3 separate regions of the Mus musculus genome follow, and regions 2 and 3 are each linked to region 1. Evidence: chromatin contacts called from public HiChIP or PLAC-seq and Micro-C data. All regions are on one chromosome and are shown on one strand. The core of a region is the stretch at or near the end of the contact, and the rest is flanking DNA. Distances in the headings are between cores, read along the strand shown.

Region 1 (3,402 bases), core at 548-3,047:
TGCCTCAAGGACAGTGTCACCCAAGTAGCCTCTATGCAATGACAGGGTCCAAAAGTACAGCCCTCATATTGGGATTAGTGCCCTACGGAAAGGGCTGGAGACTCTTACCTCTTTCCCTCCAGTGAGGACTCAGAGAGACAGAGCTACATCTCAAAGAAGGCCCCAACCAGGACCCTACTTTCCAGCTCAACCTTCAACTTCCAGTTGCCAGAACTGGAGGTAGCAAATGTCTGGTGCTTATGGGGCCTCCTGGCTGTGGATATTGGCTATGGCCACTGATATTGATCTTTGGTCTCCCTCAGCCCTGCCCAGCCTTCTTCAGCCTTCCTCAGCCCCACTCATTTCCCTTTAGCTCTGCCCTCATCCTTCAGTACTCCCTCTCCTCAGCCCCACCCACTTTCCCTTAGTCCTGCCCCTCATCCCTCAGTGCCCTCTCTGCTCAGCCCCACCCACTCTCTTCTGGCACTACCTTGCAGCGGCCATTGCCTTAGAACCTCCACCTCCAGCTAGTGTGTCTTCCTGGGAAGCACTCTTGAGTCCTGTAAAAGGTAGGCTAGGAGACCTAACATCCACTGAACCCCCTGGGGCACAGACACCTACAGAGAACTCTTACAGGTTCTGCCCACTGTCTGTTCTTGTTTCAGAGATTCACCACATGGGCCAGGAATCGAAGAGCTCCAGGTCTATCTCAGCCACCAGAAATCAGGATATCCCTGAAGCAAGCATACTTTATTAAAAAGATATATTTATTTTTATTTTATGCACGTTCATGTTACACTTGTATGTGTATTGCATGTGAGCCTGATGCCCGACAAGGCCAGAAGAAGTCGTCAGAGCTCCTGGAATTGGAGTTACAGGTGGTGGTGAGCCACCATGTGCGTGACAGGAATAAAGCACTGGGCTTCGGGAAGGGCAGCCAGTGCTCTTAACCCCTGAGCCATCTCTCAGCCCCCAAACCTGGTTTTCATTTGGGCATTTTGACCCCAGCTCACTAATGTCTGCCAAATCTTGCAGCTTTTCAGTTGCACAAGAACAACGTCTTATAAAACCTTTGTACAGCTTTTCTAAAACTTTAAAAGAAAAAAACAGAACAAAAAACTCTGGCCTCCTCGTTCCCTTCAGGCACAAATCCTAAAGGATGCAAAAAAGCAAGCCAAAAACAAACAAACAAACAACCAAACAACAAGAGAACCCCATAACAACAGCAACAGACTTCTTGGTTGAAAGTCAGGCCTTGGGTGGGGGGTGATCAATTTCAGGTGAGGCCAGGACTGCCCCAGAACCAGCTACAGGGATCTGGGCGTCAGAGGGGAAGCAGCTGAGACACATGGGAAAACCTACGCTATGGGATGCTGGAGATTGCACGCAGCCTAAGTGACCAAGACAAGACCCCAGAAAGTCCCCTCCTGCTCATTTGTCTGTCAGCAAGTCTTGATTGTGAATCACAAATTTTGTCCATCCTTCACTCTGGGATGGAAGGACTTGGTGATTTTTAGCCAGGCAGGCGGTGGACAGTTCCTTTCCTTAGCCCTCTGCACATTGGGTGGCTTTCCATCTGCCCCCTGTCACCCCACACCTCAGGATCTTTATTTGTAGACTTGTTCACAGAGCAGTTGTGCTGAGTTAAAATTCAGTTTTCAGAAAGGCTGCCTAGACGCCCGATGGGAGTGTCATTTATTAACATGTGAATGGCCCCTGTCGCTGGGAAATAAAAAGAAATTTGACCTTGCCAGTACAGCCTGGCCCCTTCTCCCCACCCCAAGGAAAGCCTTCCTTAACCGTCTGGGCCTAGCGCTTTTTATGATGCAGATTTGGAAGGGAGGACACAAAGAGAGGGTCGGCCGGGACAGAGGACACAAAGAGAGGTGGCCGGTTTGCAGGAGGAGGGGGGTAGCGAGGGTGGGAGGCGAGGGAGAAGTGGAGTGGGGTGGGGGACTGACAACACCTCTCTTGTGGCTGGGGCTCTGCTTTGGTGTGGAGAAAGAAATATGGAGGAAGGGCGGCAGGAACTGGGAACAAAGTCTGGGGTGTGCATCCACCTCTGTCACAAAGAATCCTGAGTGAGAGAGGGGTGGGGTTGGGGAGGCGGGGATCGAGGAGGGCTTCGTGCCTGTGCCGGGAGTTCACTGCAGGCTCTAAGCAGGAGGCCAGGTGTGTGTGTGAGCCTTGTTGGGCTCAGTCTGCCATTTCTCGGCCTGCCAGCAGGGCGGGTTCCAGCTCTTTCCTTGGTTCCTGGTTGCTCTGCCAGTCGGTTCAGGCCCGTGGGGTTCCCTGCCCCACACTCACTCTAAAACCTCCTCCCGGAGATCGCCCATGGTTCCTCGGGCACCGAGGCTGCTTGTGCGCACAGAATGATGGCTGGGGCAGGGACTATATTTGCTCCTTGGGAAGAAAAGCTAGACCTGCTGTGGGAAGGTTCCACACATAGTAAGCCAAGCATGGGGCTGAGTGCAGAGAAGGCCAAGGCCCCTTCCCAGGAGAAGCTGTCCAAGCGAAGACCTGCCAGCCGAGTCCACGGGGCAAGAATATATTGTCCACTGGCAAAGGAATACGTGGGAAGGGAGATGGTGCAAACATTTTCAGCATGTGCAAAGGCCCCGGGGCAAGAAAATGTGTATCCTGTAGCTAAAGACTCCAGTATGGCTGAGCTGTTGTGTATGGAGCCCCATGTAGAGGGAACGCTGGTTTTCTACTGTAGGATCTTGTTTGATGCTTGGCTTTTGACAGCTACTACAGGGAGCACTGAAGCCCAGAGGGCCTCTCGTTTCTTCCTCTGTCAAGGTGCGTGCGTTCGTGCGTGTACTCTGGGACACTGAGGCAGGATCCCTTCTTTGTCACAAGACCCCCTTTGCCCTTCACCCCCGACTTTGCCCCAGCGCTTGACCATGAAGCCGGGTGGCACAGCCGGCTGCCTGTGCCTGCTTGAGGACCTGTGGTTGCAGAAACAGCTGGAGGGAAATCAATTTGTTCTTTGCTACAGTCAGACATGAACCAATTAGAGCTGCCCCATGGGGCCTCTGTGCTCAGGGAGAGAGAACAAGCCCGGGCCTGTTAATCCCTGCTCCCACCTTCTACCAGCCAGCAAAGTGAAGGGTGCAGCTGGAGGAGGGCCAAGCCTGCTCCCTCCTCACCGCTCCCCTGGATCTGTGGTTGACCTTTGACCTTCCACTCCATGCCCAGCGTCTGGGTGATTTCAGAGGTGCCTTGGGGCTATGCAGAAGTGGTGGCCCGAAGAGCACCCACCTCAAACCCCCAACACCAGGACTGGCCTCCGTTCTCAGAGCATCCATCCAACCCACCAACTCCACCCATACTGGACAGAAGAGGTGCAGTGCACAATGTAACGGATTTCGTGTCTCTCTTTGTGCCACAGAGAGGCCCAGGGAGGGGCACACGCATCAA
Region 2 (3,402 bases), core at 250-2,749, 400 kb after region 1:
GGTACTGGCATCTCCCATACACTGGGGTCTTCTGCTGCAAAGAGGCTTCACCTATAGGCTCTCACAGGCTCTCCTCATGGTGCCAAGCCTTAAATCCTTTGCATGACCCCTTCAGTCCTGGGCTATCAACTGCAACTGAGGCTTCACCTTCACCAATGGCCTTCCATGGCCTCTCACAGTGCCAAGCCTCAGCTGTTCTTCATGATATCTTCATGAATCTTACACATTACCAAGTACAGCTATTGTAGGAGGCTATCTCTAGAATACAGCTTCTTTGTGCTCTCAGAAAACACTTGCCAGATTTCACCTCAGTGATGCTGGTCTCTCCTTAATCACTGCTAATTTCTTAGCTCCAACTACCCAGTATCAATCATCCCAGTAGTCCATTCTATTAGTCATTCTAAAGCCAGAACCACATGGCCAAAGCTGCCATGTTCTGCTGCTTGCTGGGGTCTGAACATGGCCCCCTTGTTCTATTACATTATCACCAACTTTCTGTTTTCCAACTCCTTCACTGCCTAAGCTTGGCTGTCCTGGAACTTGCTCTGTAGACTGACTTTGAACTCAAGAGATCTGCATGCCTGTCTCCTAAACACTGGGATTAAAGGTGTGGTCCACCAAGCCTGAGTTTAAATTGTTCTTCACTTAGAACATGCTCTAGGCTGGCCTTGAACTAAGAGATCTGCTTGTCTTTGCCTCCTGGGATTAGAAATGTGTACTGCCAGGCCTGGAACTAAATTTAACTGGGTAGGATCTTGCCACAAAGTTCCACTCCCTTAATTTGTTATCCCCTTGAACACAGGACTCAGCTCCATTTCACTTCCTGGTGCCCCTTTAATACTCAAACCATATATTTTATATTTTCCCTTTCTCAGCCTGCTATGCTTGTTTAAAATGCTTTCATGAGACTTAACCAGAGAACAAAGTCTATGGTGGGTGTTTCAGAGACTTCCTTTGTCATTGCAATTAATCTGAGTCGGTTCACCTTAGCCTCAGGCAAACTCTTCAAACAAGGGCAAGAAAGTAGCCAAGTTACCACAAAAAAACAGTCTGCAGGCCACATATTTAAATTCTTCATTGAAACCTCTTGGGCCAGGTCCACCCAATTCAAATCACTCTCAGTAACAAAGTCTTCCATATTCCTACTAGGATAGCCCATTAAGTCCCATTTACAGCATTCCACTGCTTTCCAAATCCAAAGTCCCCAAATCCACATCTTTCAAACAAAAGCATGGTCAGGCGTATCACAGCAATACCCCAGTCCCTGGTCCCAACTTCTGTCTTAGTTACAGACAGAAGTGACAGACACCATGACCAAGGCAACTCTTGTTAAAGGACAACATTTAATTGGAACTGACTTACAGGTTCAGAGGGTCAGTCCAGTATTATCAAGGTGGGAGCATGGCAGCATTCAGGCAGGCAGAGCTGGGAGTTCTATACCTTCATCTGAAGGCTGCTAGTGGAAGACTGACTTCCAGGCAGCTAGGGTGGGGGAAGGTCTTACCTACTCCAACTAGGCCACACCTCCTAATAGTACCACCCGCTGGACTGAGCATTATGCAAACTATCACAGGTGCGGATTTTACAATTTGTTTTTCTAGATCTGTGAATAATATCGACCAAGTTTTGGTAGACATTGCAGTGAATCCTCAGTCATGTAGCCATCTTAAGGTGTGGGGATGCAGGAGCAGCAGAACAGTTGCCTAGCAAACGTAAGGCTCTGAGCTTCACTGTCAGCAAGTATTCATTCACACATGCATGTGCAGGAAAATTCCTGAAAAGAATTGCACCTTCCAGCCGGGCGTGGTGGCGCACGCCTTTAATCCCAGCACTTGGGAGGCAGAGGCAGGAAGATTTCTGAGTTCGAGGCCAGCTTGGTCTACAAAGTGAGTGCCAGGACAACCAGGGCTACACAGAGAAACCCTGTCTCAAAAAAAAAAAAAAAAAGAATTGCACCTTCCAGGGAACTGTGTGCTGATTAACTGATCATGTATTATATAGAATCAGTTATAATTCAGTGATTATAACCTCAGTACTATGGAGATGTTGGAATGGTGCAAGTCCAGAGCCAAATCTTTAGTTCCTTTAACAGCCACTTTTTGTCTTCTTCTGTACATGACCTAACATCTTTGTGAGTGTTAGGTAAATACACGGGAATATAAGAACAGACTCCCCCAACCCCATTGCCAACCAAAGGAAGGGGTAAGAAAACTTCAGATAACCCCCGAGGCCTGGAAGAGCTACTCCTGCTTTGCTATTAACTTGACCAACTGATGCTTCCTCCAAGCACCTTGACTCATGACTTGCAATGCTCTCTTACTGTAAAAGCTTTATAAAACCGCTTTCACACAGGAACATGGAATCTGGGGGAAACTAAATTTGTGTCCAGAGGTGAGAATAGGTGTTTATTATAGTTCTGGTGCCCACATGTGGTGTCCCCAGAATCCACTTTTCGTAGAATAAGTCACTGAGATGGGCGGGACACACTGGAACATGAACTCCTGCAGACCCTGTGCAGAGGTTATCTGCTTGGATGGATCTGGGTGAGTCCTTTCTTGTCCTCCATGGGGCCCTTTGGCATTTATTCTGAGCTGCTTGTTAGACTCCGGTTTGGTAGATGCCTCCTTGAGGTTTGCCTTCTAAGCATTTGATCTAAGGCATCTTTCTTGTTTGCTTAGAGATCATTTTGGTCTCTGACACTCAGATTGCTGGGGGGTTGTTTTGGGTTTTGGTTTTGTTTGTTTGCTTGCTTGCGTTCAGACCTCGGCTGGCATCTGCTCGGCCACAGTGGCAAGTTGGCTCCCTTGTTCCTCCAGTCAGGCCTCCTGTGTCTAATTTAAAGGAGACAGCGTCTGGAGAAAAACAAATAGATATTTAGTACTGCCGCTGGTTTTATGTTTAGTGTGTTAATTCAATTTGCAAGTGTTTAAAAAATGGGAATCTCCTACTAAAGATAGGTTGACTTTAGCTTCCCTCAACGGGCAACATTTATTATCTCCAAATTGGTTTATTTTGCATGCTTAACTAAGAGTCCTAGGCAATAAAAATTCTTAAACCACAAAGAAGCAGCGTGCTTTAATTGGGATTTTAAATTATCTAAAAAAGAAATGATAAAACAGGCCCTTTATGAAAAACAGTAAGAACTCTAAAGAGTACATGTGAGCTAAGAGGACTATTGCAACTAAATAAGAAATTAATTAGAGGCTCTATCAAACCGAAAAATAAATCCTGAGGCTAACACCTCTCATCTCTTCCTTGACCTTGACTCTTCTTTCTTAGTCTCCCAACAGAGCAAAATTCTCCACCCAAGGAAAAGACTGTGGGCTGCTTTAAGATAAAAGCTAGAGAAAACTTATCTACCTGAGCCTTAATGGGCGCGGGATGCTGCGCAGGGAGGAGACT
Region 3 (3,402 bases), core at 598-3,097, 330 kb after region 1:
CGGCCACAGGTCCCGCGACCGAGGGACTCCCTGGGCAGAGCATCCTGCCAGGACAGCAGAAACCAGGTGGTGAGGGCGGGCGCCTACCTGGGCGCCCTCTGGGCTACTTGAGGTCGACTTTTCCGGACAAGTTCCATGGCTAATGGAAAGTGGTCTGACTGTGCTCACCCTCCCGAGACGCCAGCGCGGTCTCTGGTAGAGAAAGTTAGGTAGCTGGTCTCTCCCGAGAGGGCGATGCATGGGACGCAAGCAGCTGGAGCTGTAGTATCCGGCTGGGGTCCCGTTACCCCAGAGAAGGCCCCTGTGAGTGCTGGAGCATTCTAGGGAGTGCGATTCTTAGGCGCTGCCTTCGGGTTGAGGCCTTGACCTGAGGGGTCATTGTGAGGTGTATCTAAAGTGGAACTTGCTTAGGGTCTCGAGGACCCCAGGTCAAGCAGCCCCGCCGCCCCTGAACCCAAGTCTCCAGCAGTGCGCCACGCGCAGAGACAGATTAGGAGGTCTGCGCCGCTGTGGCAGAGCCGACCAGAGCCCCACGCTGTTGGGGAGTTGCCCCGCACCCCTAAAAAGCCTCAGCACACGTTCCCTGTTGAAAGTACGCACTTTACGCGTCCGGGCGCCTCCGCGGTTGAGTCGGGCCGCCGCGCTCCGAGTTCGCGAAGGTGGCTCAGTTCGGGCGCTCCAGTCTCGACGTTCCCGGGGCAGAGAGCAACGTCCGGGGACGAACGGGACGGGTGCGCCCGGCGGCCGGGGCTGCGCCGGGCGAGGCAAGCGGCGAGAGGGGAGCGCTCCCGCGTTCAGGCAACAGCTACCCCTAGTGGGAGAGCCGCCCGGGGCCGGCGCCGCCCCGCGCCCGCTGCCCCGCGCCCCGCGCCCGCAGCGCCCCGCGCCCAGGGCGTCCCGGAGCCGGCCGAGGGCGAGGCCCGGCGTCGCTTGCCGCGACTCTCCGGGTCTCCCGAGCTGGGCGCCAGCCCACCCGCGGGCCCTGCCCTCGGCACCTCCGGGCTGGAGCCGAGGGGCAGCTGACCCGGGAACCGCGGCGTCCGGCGGGAGCGAGATGGGACGGGGCGGGCGCGGCGCGGACTGGGGCGGCGCGCGGCAAGCTCGGGCAGCGGCGGGGGGCGCGGAGCGCGGTGTGCGTGGCGGGGCGGTGCGGGGGGCGGCCGTGTGCGAGGCGCGAGTGTGAGCGCGCGCGGGAGGCGGGCGGACGGGCTGCGGCAGTCGAGCGGCGCCCGCGGGCGAGCGGGGAAGGCGGCGGGAACCCAAAGTTGCCTCCTCGCGGGCCCGCGTCCCCGGCGGGGCTGCAGCCGGGGGCCGGCCGAGCGGCGGCCGCAGACCTGGACTCCCGCGGTACCTGGGCAGCGACCCCGCACGAGCAGCAGCAGCGTGGGCGGCGTTGGCGGCGGCGCGCGGGAAGCGAACCGGAGCTCCGGCGCGGCGCTGCGGCCGCCGGGGAACTCAGCTCAGGTGCGCGGCGAAGAGGGCGCGGGCTGGGACCCGCCCGCTGGGACCTAGGAGGTGCGAGGCGCTTGCGCGGGTTACACCATTGCCACCACTGACTGCTTGGCTCTGAGATCGGGCTCCTAGTCCCTGGACACAGCGGCTTCGGGGTCCCCCGCCCCTGAGAGCGGGCTGCGGGACTCAGGCCCGCCCCTGCCAGCCCCGGGACGCACCGCTCCACCCTCGACCAGCCTGCGCCCGCCCTCGACCCAAGATTTCTGGGGCATTGGCCGCGCCTCTGGGTGATCCCTCCGGGCTCAAGTTGCAAGGGGGCGGGCCCCGGTCGGAGGTGGAGTCTCCCGCCAATTCAAGCTTTGACTATAAATTGAGCTCCCAGAGCACCGAGGACCAGATGCCTCGCCAGGCCGCCTCGAGGTTGGTGGTCGGAGAAGGTGAAGGGCCCCCGGGGGCTTCGGGGCCCGCGGCCACCATGCTCCGCTCTCTGCTGCTTCACTCGCTGAGGCTCTGCGCCCAGACCGCCTCGTGCCTCGTGCTGTTCCCGCGCTTCCTAGGCACGGCCTTCATGCTCTGGCTTTTAGATTTCTTGTGCATCCGCAAGCATTTCCTGCGCCGTCGCCATCCTGACCACCCTGAGCCCGAAGTAGAGCTCAACAGTGAAGGCGAGGAGATGCCCCCTGACGACCCGCCCATATGCGTATCAGACGACAACCGTCTGTGCACCCTGGCCTCTCTCAAAGCCGTGTGGCATGGCCAGAAATTGGATTTCTTCAAGCAAGCCCATGAGGGTGGCCCAGCGCCCAACTCGGAGGTTGTCCGACCTGATGGCTTCCAGAGCCAGCGCATCCTCGACTACGCACAAGGGACCCGCCCGTTGGTGCTCAATTTTGGCAGCTGTACCTGACCACCGTTCATGGCGCGGATGAGCGCCTTCCAGCGCCTGGTCACCAAGTACCAGCGCGACGTTGACTTCCTTATCATCTACATCGAGGAAGCCCACCCATCCGACGGCTGGGTCACCACAGATTCACCCTATGTCATCCCCCAGCACCGCAGCCTGGAGGACCGTGTCAGCGCAGCGAGAGTACTACAACAAGGTGCACCTGGCTGTGCTCTGGTCCTGGACACTATGGCCAACTCTAGCAGTTCCGCATATGGTGCCTATTTTGAGCGCCTCTACGTCATCCAGAGTGGCACCATCATGTACCAGGGAGGCCGTGGCCCCGACGGTTACCAGGTGTCTGAGTTGCGCACTTGGTTGGAGCGCTATGATGAACAGTTGCATGGTACTAGGCCACATCGATTCTAAATAACCAAGGGACAAGTGACTGAATTGGTGGGCCGGGTCTCCTGGGCCTTCGAAGCCCACGTGCAAATGCTCCAAAGAAAGTCAAAGGTTGTGGGGGATCCCCATGACACAGATGAGCACAGCCACAGAACTCAGGCTGAGTCTGGCTAACTTGAGACTCTGCTATAGTGACTCCCTTTTGTACGTTTTTGGCTTGCTCTCAGGAGCATTGCTGTGGCTCGAACTGACAGCTTTGTCCCTGCTGGAGTTTACCTGCTGGACTTTCTGACACCAGGTCTCCAGCGCTGCTTCGGCAAAGCGCGAAAGTCCCCAGCATTTCACAGCTCGGACTTGTTGGCCACGCCCGCGCGCCCTGAGCGCAGCTGGGTTCCAGCAGCGCCTCAGGCTCTAGCTAGTTGCCTGGCACCCACCTGTCGAGCGCAGGGAGTCCTGCTGCTTTTGTGTTTATTTCTTATCCCTGGGTTGGGGGAGGGGCTCGAGATAGGGAAAGGGTGGGCAGGGTAATTTCCCCGCCTAGCTTTGGGTGCGCTGGAGCCCTGGCTGCTGATGACGAACCGCCTCTAACTGGGCTTGACCACGGGTCGGCTCTGAATTGCAGAGAGGCTCGAAACAGCGCCTAAAGTAAGAGGGGGAGAGTG

What was found. A called contact is a pair of places that touch in the nucleus more often than the background predicts. HiChIP or PLAC-seq counts read pairs in DNA pulled down with a chosen protein or histone mark.
Region 2: a contact with region 1 is called in an H3K27ac HiChIP or PLAC-seq map of embryonic stem cells, with 2.5 times the contacts expected there. The contact joins two enhancer-like sites. A contact is called at or near these places in 1 of 484 Hi-C or Micro-C datasets (embryonic fibroblasts) and 7 of 115 datasets of contacts at active chromatin or transcription factors (astrocytes, embryonic stem cells and epiblast stem cells).
Region 3: a Micro-C map of embryonic stem cells shows a contact between it and region 1, with 4 times the contacts expected there. The contact joins the promoter of Dio3 here to the enhancer-like site in region 1. A contact is called at or near these places in 1 of 39 promoter capture datasets (hippocampal neurons), 5 of 484 Hi-C or Micro-C datasets (embryonic stem cells, nephron progenitors and palatal mesenchyme), 7 of 115 datasets of contacts at active chromatin or transcription factors (embryonic forebrain, embryonic stem cells and pancreatic cancer cells) and 1 of 9 other capture datasets (adipose tissue).

Annotation. Positions count from the first base shown.
Region 1 is chr12:109,946,719-109,950,120 of GRCm38.p6, forward strand. Gm34554 (a long non-coding RNA gene) reads left to right here. Exons shown (of 3, transcript XR_381936.1): 3 at 645-760. Among named protein-coding and RNA genes, the nearest start is that of Gm34554, 27 kb to the left of the region's middle. RefSeq lists an enhancer at 1-3,402. Within about 2 kb of position 1,798, at least 54 of the 459 cell types and tissues checked have an H3K27ac peak or open chromatin away from gene starts, as enhancers often do. A contact at or near this core is called in embryonic forebrain and embryonic stem cells, where this site is marked.
Region 2 is chr12:110,348,827-110,352,228 of GRCm38.p6, forward strand. No RefSeq gene overlaps it. Among named protein-coding and RNA genes, the nearest start is that of Gm40577, 68 kb to the right of the region's middle. Within about 2 kb of position 1,500, at least 6 of the 459 cell types and tissues checked have an H3K27ac peak or open chromatin away from gene starts, as enhancers often do. A contact at or near this core is called in embryonic stem cells, where this site is marked.
Region 3 is chr12:110,277,383-110,280,784 of GRCm38.p6, forward strand. Dio3 (deiodinase, iodothyronine type III) reads left to right here and starts at 1,848. Exons shown (of 1, transcript NM_172119.2): 1 at 1,848-3,402. The coding sequence starts at 1,850. The coding sequence ends at 2,764. Dio3os (deiodinase, iodothyronine type III, opposite strand) reads right to left here and starts at 686. Exons shown (of 4, transcript NR_002866.2): 1 at 601-686; 2 at 169-367; 3 at 1-44. Mir1247 (microRNA 1247) reads right to left here and starts at 747; the gene lies at 666-747.